Regions from separate parts of the Mus musculus genome. Here region 2 is linked to region 1. The links are chromatin contacts, called in public Hi-C maps. All regions are on one chromosome and are shown on one strand. The core of a region is the stretch at or near the end of the contact, and the rest is flanking DNA. Distances in the headings are between cores, read along the strand shown.

Evidence for each region. Hi-C and Micro-C count contacts between places; a contact is called where the count stands out from the background.
Region 2: a Hi-C map of the N1E-115 cell line shows a contact between it and region 1, with 8 times the contacts expected there. The contact joins two enhancer-like sites. A contact is called at or near these places in 1 of 484 Hi-C or Micro-C datasets (the N1E-115 cell line) and 3 of 115 datasets of contacts at active chromatin or transcription factors (embryonic forebrain, neural tube and pancreatic cancer cells).

The regions. Positions count from the first base shown.
Region 1 is chrX:11,095,783-11,099,760 of GRCm38.p6, forward strand. No RefSeq gene overlaps it. Among named protein-coding and RNA genes, the nearest start is that of Gm39494, 110 kb to the left of the region's middle. Within about 2 kb of position 2,304, at least 25 of the 459 cell types and tissues checked have an H3K27ac peak or open chromatin away from gene starts, as enhancers often do. A contact at or near this core is called in the N1E-115 cell line, where this site is marked.
Region 2 is chrX:12,004,969-12,008,946 of GRCm38.p6, forward strand. No RefSeq gene overlaps it. Among named protein-coding and RNA genes, the nearest start is that of Gm34301, 4.8 kb to the left of the region's middle. Within about 2 kb of position 1,818, at least 320 of the 459 cell types and tissues checked have an H3K27ac peak or open chromatin away from gene starts, as enhancers often do. A contact at or near this core is called in the N1E-115 cell line, where this site is marked.

The sequences.
Region 1 (3,978 bases), core at 1,054-3,553:
CCTACAGGATGCTAAAGCATAGAAGTGGAAGGGTGTGGGATGCCTTGAGTTCCATAGAGTATTAGTCTCACTAGCTAAGACTTAAACTCAGGCTCTTGACTCTTCCTCTGTGCTCCAGTCCCAACATAAGCTGCCAATTTCCCTGGATGGCAGAGAAGCCTTCAGAAGGAGTTTTATACTTGGAAAGCATAAGTTGTGCCCCAGGAAAAGTAAAATATCCCCTACATGGGATACATTATAGTCTGAGGTCTTCTCACTTTGATGTGGAACACAGATGAGATTGGACCATTCTTAATTGACTGTTATTTTTTTCAGTCAGGACATGCATTCCAAGAGTGAGGCTAGGCAAGTAAAGCAGAGGAAGCAAATGGGAAGAAAATGCCATGTCGGTGAAAATTCAGTGCTCCAGAAGGTGACTCCATTCACACCAAAAAAGGATGATGGAGTTTCCTCTGTGTGTCATACATACCCTAGTCTAGGGACTAGAAACACAGTGATGTTTTACAGATATGATGGGGTCCAGTATAGGCTGTTATGAGAACAGAATGAAAGAAGTACTTTCTGGAGGGCTGGGATGCTTCTCTGAGTTCTAAATTTCCAGGAGATTGAACCAAAGATGAAAAAGAAAAACATGGGAATATTGAAAAATAGTGCAGTAGATTTGAGGGCATGAGAGCCAACATCAGATAAAGGATGACCAAAGTCTTCTAGTTGAAGAGCAAAACCACACCCCCCCCAATTTGTTGCACACCAATCAATACTTAGGTCATAAAATGCAATGAAAATGAATGTAAAAGTCTAGAAGTATATTCAAAACACAAGCCAATTTTTAACGACTACATTTAGAAGGTAGAAATTATTTGGTCAAACTGTCCCCAAAATGGTTATTATTTGAAGTTCATGTGATCATCTCTTTGCAAGCCACTAGCGGTTGGTTGGTTCACTCATTGGTCCCAGCCAATGAGCGAATGACGCTTTCTGAGGAATCTAAGCCAGAGCATTCAGGAAAGGAGACAGGGTCGGTCGTGTCAAATACTGCCAAAGTGTTAAGTCAATGAGGTCTGGTGAGTGCCTTTTGAATGGAGTAACAAATAGATATTTGCAAAAGGAGGTTTCAAAGTGGTGGATGATACAGAAGCCCTGGCAAGTTCTAAGTCTGCTTAGGAAGTCTGAGCATTTACAAGGACTAATAACTATAGAAGCATAAAACACTGCTCTCTCGTGCTAAATATCCTTGTTTGTGTCAAACAGCAAAACCTGTGTTATAAACTAGGAGCACACAATAGTGGAACAAAGTATATATAATTTAATAGACAACGTGTCAGGCTGTCCAGAGACGTGGTGCTAGGTCATCATAAACTCTGTGACCTTGCACATCCATCCCCTATGACCTTCTCTGACAAAGTAAGAAGCCATGCACTACCTCTTTTCTATGTTTGTGTGCAACTTTGACATCCTGCGACCTTAGTTTTTTAACTATGCTAAGTATTGCTGCTCCTGAATGTGAAGCAAGTCATTTGGTTTGGGTACTAGGTTTCGAGATTTGCTATGAGGTAGAGGTCAGAATGAGGTTCCCTGACTGTCCCATGCTTTAATGAGTGGGGTTAGGCAGCACATTTATGGTTGTGATACAAGCTGGCAAGGAGAACCATCTGCAGAGGAGTGACTCTTCCTTTCCTGCCCAGATCTCTCAAAGTCTCAGGAATGCAAGCTGGAGTTCATACTTTTGCCCTTGTCCTTCTCTATAGCTAAGAAGTTTACCTGTCCACTTGTCTTTGTAGTCCCCTGTGTCAAAGCACCTAAGCTCACTCAATCATGCAATGTGCCTGCTAGCCTTGCTCCTAGCTTTCTGAACTTAACTATGAGTCTTCCTTTTCTTTTCGGCAGAGCTATCAGAGCTATTGTGTGACCACACATACACACTCACGCCCCTCACATGCGCACACCCAAGCCTTGCTTTATTTAAACAGAACAGAAGAAAGCCACTCAGTGGGCCGAGGTAAACAATGGATTGCCACACACATGCTGTCTGCCAAGTAGCTCCTTGATAATAGGTAGGGCTGAAAGCAAGAGGTGTGTGTGTGTGTGTGTGTGTGTGTGTGTGTGTGTGTGTATCCTTGAAGCTTCCCATCACCTATGCTTATTAAGGAAACTGGAACAAGCCATTGGGTGGCTGTGACAAGAGCTGGCTGAAGAAGTGCCCAGCTGTTGCTCTTTCCTCTCTCCAGTGTTCAGTCCCCATCATGGGGACTCATTATGGCTGTGATCGTTGTTGATGACATTAATGCACTGTGCTGCTTCTCTGTTGCACGTGCCATCTGCTCCCATCAGCCCTGTGGGGTAAGTGGTAGGTAATTGTTTCCCATCGGTAGTCCATTTTCTCAGATAAAGAATTCAAGATTCAAAAATAAACATCCACTCTGAGTCGTTTCGACAAGGTTAGTGTGGATCTGGGGGCAGCCACCCCATCTACTGCTAGTAGTAGGTGAGGCTATCCACCCCAACCCCCAACCCCAGTAATTCCAGTCAAAGGGCAATTTGATTCATTAACAGTGACTCTGGGGGAGGAGGAGGTTCAGGGAGAGAGCAGAGACAAAAAAAAAATCCTGATAGTTCTTATAAACCAGCAGGGTCAATGGAAAAGAGAAGAGGAGAGAAGGAAAGAGAAATTGGTGATTCATCAGCTAGGCTAGTGAGTGGTGGAAATGAGAGATAAGAGCTGGCTCCCCCAGCTCAGCTTTCTCGTTAGCCAGGGCCATGCTGACTCACCAAGGACTGTGAGATCCAGACCATAATTGAATTGAAAATCACGTCTATGGGTAAGTGTGGCAAGGCTCTGAAGATAGGCAAGCAGAGAGGGCAGGGTAAAAGCCCCTCCCACAGAAATTCTAATGGGGCTGAAATGTCATGCCTCAGTTACATCTGCGCATCTCCCCAGACTCCCTGGATGACCAATCGGGCACTTTTTTTTTCCTTAAAGGAAATTGCATCCTGTGGTTCGCTTTTAACCTGTTTTCCTTAAGCACTTGCCATGGTGTCCTCCATTTGACCTTCACCTCCCCTCAGAGCTCATCTCCACGCTCATCAGTTATTTCTTAAATAAATATTTATTGAGGTCCTGCTGGATGCCCGGCGCCAGGCTCCTTGGGAGGTTGCTATGGGTCTCTGGCGCTGGCCAAGCCCCTGTCTGATATTTGCTGCTGCTATAGCAGGCAAAGTTGTAGCATCTCTCCGCTCTACTTCCGCATCTCCACGGTGGGTTTACTTCCCCGGTTTCCTAAGATGATACGGAGAAAGCTAAAATGAAAGGAAGTGTGTGAGCTCAGGCCAGAGGACAATGGGTTTGAAGTGCTGGGACCACATTGATAAGCTTCTCCAGCCTTTTTCTATCTCTGAGGCTGACTCCATGGCTGACTCCATGGCTACCCGCACCATCCAGAATCTACTACTCACCTGCTGCCTTAAGCCTGGATTTCCCAAGTCTACACATTCTCAGTCCACCTCATTGCTCCCACTCTCTAGAAGGCCAGTCCCTCTTCAGGCAGGGCAGAGCAGGCCTCTTTTCCTCAGACCCTCTCTGGTTGCTGCCCTTCGGCCAATGCAGCATGATTTCCGTTATGAGAAGGAGATTCCCTCACACAGCAACTTGCTTCAGTCGCAGCCAGGCCCACTAATTGATTCATGTTATTTTATTTTCTGTACTGGTGGTTAGGGCCTCCAGCAATTTTATGCAAATTTATGAACCTTATGCAAATGAGGGCATCCCTAGACTAATTGCACACAAAATGGAAGCATTTGCAGGCACATCCCCCATTCAACTGCGCCCTGGCTCCTTCTCAATCTTTACAGGAACCCTGTCTCCGCTCTTCTCATGCGCTTCCCAGATCAGCAGCCTTCTCTGCTTCTGCCTTCCTCATCGTCAGTACATCTTTTCAGTTGTTATTTTGCAATGTCTGATGGACAGCGCCAGACTCATTT
Region 2 (3,978 bases), core at 568-3,067, 910 kb after region 1:
GCTAAACAAACAGAGGGCAAAGGGACGATGTTGTTCCAGGCTAAGGAGGGCCTTCTCTTGAGCTTTCCCAACTCACCTCTCCTAAATCTCAGATGGAAAGAAGGTAGCCAACTACCTGAGTCACCTCCAACTCTTCACTTCCTATCTAGGCCCACATACAGACATCGTCCTCACGTGTGTGTTGGAGGCCAGGCCTCCCACCTAGACAGTGTGAGTGTGAGCATCAAAGCAGAGCAAACCCTCGATGACGAAAAGCAGTCTTGGGACCCACGGTGCCTTCCTTGCCCTGTCTTTTATGTACTTCCTTGGGAAACTGAACACCCTTAAAGAGGCGGCGAGATGGAGACCTTTGCAAGGTGTTAACTGATTGATGCAATGGCTTCTGCTCTGGTATGAGCCAATGGTTCCAGTCCCCCGCCCGGTGACCTTGAGAAAGTCAGGGATCTACCCCAAACGCTTGGGATTTTCCCACCCCTAGAGGCCAGCCCTTTATCTCAGCCTCTCAGGCTTTTTGGCCACCCAGCTTTGTCCGGCTAGGCTGGCTAGCCTGCTCTGGGAGGAGGTACGGGAGTGGGGTGGGAGGGATGAAAAAACACCAAAGGCTTCACCCACACCCTTGCACCCCCTTCCTCGCCCGGGGCCCCTCGGCCAGTGCTCTAGCCGCCCGGTGTTGCCAAACCCTCACTGGGCAGGGTTGCGGGGTGAGGCTTTGGGAACAGGGCTTGAGCTAGAGAAGATGAGGAAAACAAGTGAAACGGGAGGGGCGGGGTGGGGTGACGGCTCATAAATCAACTGGCTCCACCCCCAGCCCTCAGAGCTGAGGCGCCTCAGCCCCGCAGGGAAGAGGAGGGTCACTCGACCACTCCTGGACGACCTCTGAGCTTTCCCTGAGCCATCGCCCCACCCTAGGCTCAGGCCGCCGTAAGACCAGCTCCTGGCCCAGATCGTAAACCGCCCGCCGGATTCGGCGGGAAGCCGCCCTTGGACGCAGCGCTCATCCGCCCAAGGGGAAGTTTATTTATAGCTTGTAAAACGTAAAGGAAACCAGACTTCGCTAGCTTGCGGAGCCTGGGCGCCTTCGATCCCCACCTGCCCACCAAGAGGGCTCAGCAGGGGGTCTGGAAAGTGGGGTGGCTTCTAGTCCTCCCCCTACTCTGCACCCAAAGGAGAAGGGAACCTTCTTCTGTTGCTGCCCAGGCTTAAATTCCCTCTCAGCGTGCTTAAGCAGGGCGCTTGATGCCACAGAGAGAGGAGGCCAGGGCCTGGGCCCTGTGTGGTTAGTGTAAAGGAGACTGAGCTGGCCCACTTGGCACGCACGCCCGGGCAGGCCAGGCAGCGCTGTGCGGGATTCCACAGCTTCCGCTCCCGACAGGGGGAAGTCCCAGAGTGCCAGGAAGCCTTGGAGTGGGTGCTCCCGGAGCCTCTCCTTGGAAAGCAAGGATGCTGTCCCCGTTCCTGCTGCGCACGTGTCTTCAGCAGAGCAGGCGAGCGCTGTGCGCCTGGGGCTGCGATCCGCGGGTGACAGCGGTTGAGAGCGCGCCCTCTCCACTTCACACCCCCGCCGTCGCCTCCTCCCCAGGGGAAGCTCCTCGCTCCGGGGTGCGCTCGGGGCAGGAGCCAGAAAAAAACGAAAAGTGCCGAGAAGACGAGGACGAAAACCGATAAAGAGCTCAGCCGAGCTCTTCAAGATACCCGCGAGTCCCCATTACTCACAACCCACCCGGGCAGCCCTTCCCAGTCCCGATGGAGTGCACCCTGCCTTGGTCAGGGAGGTGTGTGTGTGTGTGTGTGTGTGTGTGTGTGTGTACGCGCGCGCGCCCAATCGCCGGGACGGCAGTTGCGAAACAGGCTCTTGGCTGCAGCGCGGCATAATGGAGGTGGCTGGAACAATGCGCGCTTTGTGCGCGCTGGTTGTTTTCTACCCGCCTCGCCCCCCTCGCTCGGGCCGTATGGCACTTTAATCCCTACCACGGCTAGGCACAAATGCACTTGTGTCCTGTGGGTCACCGGGGGCCGTGCGGCTGGAGCTGTCCCCACCCCTCCCCCGCCGAGCCCACGGCCCGCTTGCCCAGTCTTCCTTCCTGCACCCACCTCCCCCCACCCCACCCCCGCGCGCCACCACTTCAATTCCCGGCGTGGGCCGCTCAGCCGGCTTTGGAAGCTTCCGGGCCCGCCGGCCACTTTTATTTTCCAGGCAGACGGCCCTCCCCACCCCCCCGGCGAGCACGCGCGCGCGCGCACACACGTGGAGCGCAGGCCTCCCACTTGCGGCCCTCCCTCGGCTCGCCCCGCCCGCCCGCCCGCTCGCTCCCGCCCGGCGCTCCGGACTCCTGCGAACAATAGTAAATGTCAACAGATTCCGCGCGGCGAGTGTCTGACTCGGCCGAGATAAGGGTGCGCGGTTGGCCCTGAGCTCCGCGACACCGCGGGGGGAGGCCACCCTGACCCTAGCTGGAAAGAACCGGCTGTGATGAAGCCGGTGTCGAGGGATGGAGGGCAGGAGGGGAGAGCCCCAGCCTCAGCCCCGGGAGGAGAGGCGCTTAGACGCCAGGCCTTGCCCCACCCCCACCCCGCCTAACTCTGTGCTGCTGGGCAGCCTAGGGGCCCGGTGGAAAGCCACGTGCTAGATGTCAGCCCACGGCTCGGATCTCCAGAGGACGCAGGGAAAAGGCAGGTGTGGAGGTGAAGACTCGGACAGTTTTCCACCTCCGGGGAGCCGGCACCCGAAACATGGAAAGGATCTCAGTCCTTGTCTCCTGAAACTCACTAAAATGTTTTTTTTTTTTTAAGCTCACACAACACTTGCAGTCCTCCCCCTCAATCGTCCGCAACCCACCACCCGAGTTAAAAATTCGCAAATTGATTCCCACGCGTTAGTATTAATGGGTTGTTCCTCTTAAATTGTTGCCAACTTTGCTAATGGATTATTATTTAAATTTCTTTTTTATAAAGTACGTGTTGTTTTATAGATGCGTATTTACTTAAAGAAATCAACTGCATCTATTAACATATTAAAGAGAGAATAAAGCACGGGGCCGGTGTAATGTGCTGTTCAGCCTTACTTTGGGTGCTGCGAAGATAGGAAAATCTTATTTGTTTAATAATAAGTCACTCATGAATATGCAAATGACATCGTTGCAGTACCTCACTTCTGTCACTATTAATGAGTTGCAAATTAATGTGACAACAAAAGGAAAATCTATTTAGTGGAGGAACTCAGGTTCCTACCTGGGGAGATCACCAGCAGGCCTGGAACTTCCATAGTGTAGATGGAAAGGACCGGGGATGGACACCTCACCCAGCCTTTTCCTGAAGCTACCACTATTGTTTAGACCCACGGACCTGCTTTGTCAATAGCCCCTTAAAATTCCAGCTCCAGGCCAGGGGAAGAATGGTTGCTCCAGGGTAATTAGGGCCAAGTGTGATTAATGGAAATCAGCCCACAGTTTGGAGTAAAGCAATTGGTGAAGCAGATTGGGAAGTGAGGGAGGGGTCCTCTCTCCACCCAGTTTCAAGATTCCCCGAAGCCTTTATTGGCCTCTGTTGTTTGGGATAGGGACAAATTGGGCCTGGGGTGCTCCGATCCCAGGTGGATCACAGGTACTGAGAGAGCAGCCCATGCTCTTGCGCTTGCCTCTTGGGCTTGGTTTTTTACAAGGCGGCTTTGCTGACAGATTTAAGAGCAGATCAGCTTCTTCCTGCCAACCTACTATCCAGTGGCTACAGACTGAAGTCTGCCTGTCTTCCACCGACCTTCCACTCTCCTGGCCTCCACATCAGAGACAGTTACTGACTTCATCAGTATGCTGAAGAGAGTGTTTTGCATTCACTTAAGTTTAGAAACATCTTTGCAAAAAAGTAGTAGTGGTAGTGGTAGTAGTAGTAGTAGTAGTAGTAGTAGTAATCAGTAGAATCAGAGTCCAGGTACTATTTGTCAAGAGAACTGTCTTAGAAAGATGCGGACCTTCTCTATGCAGC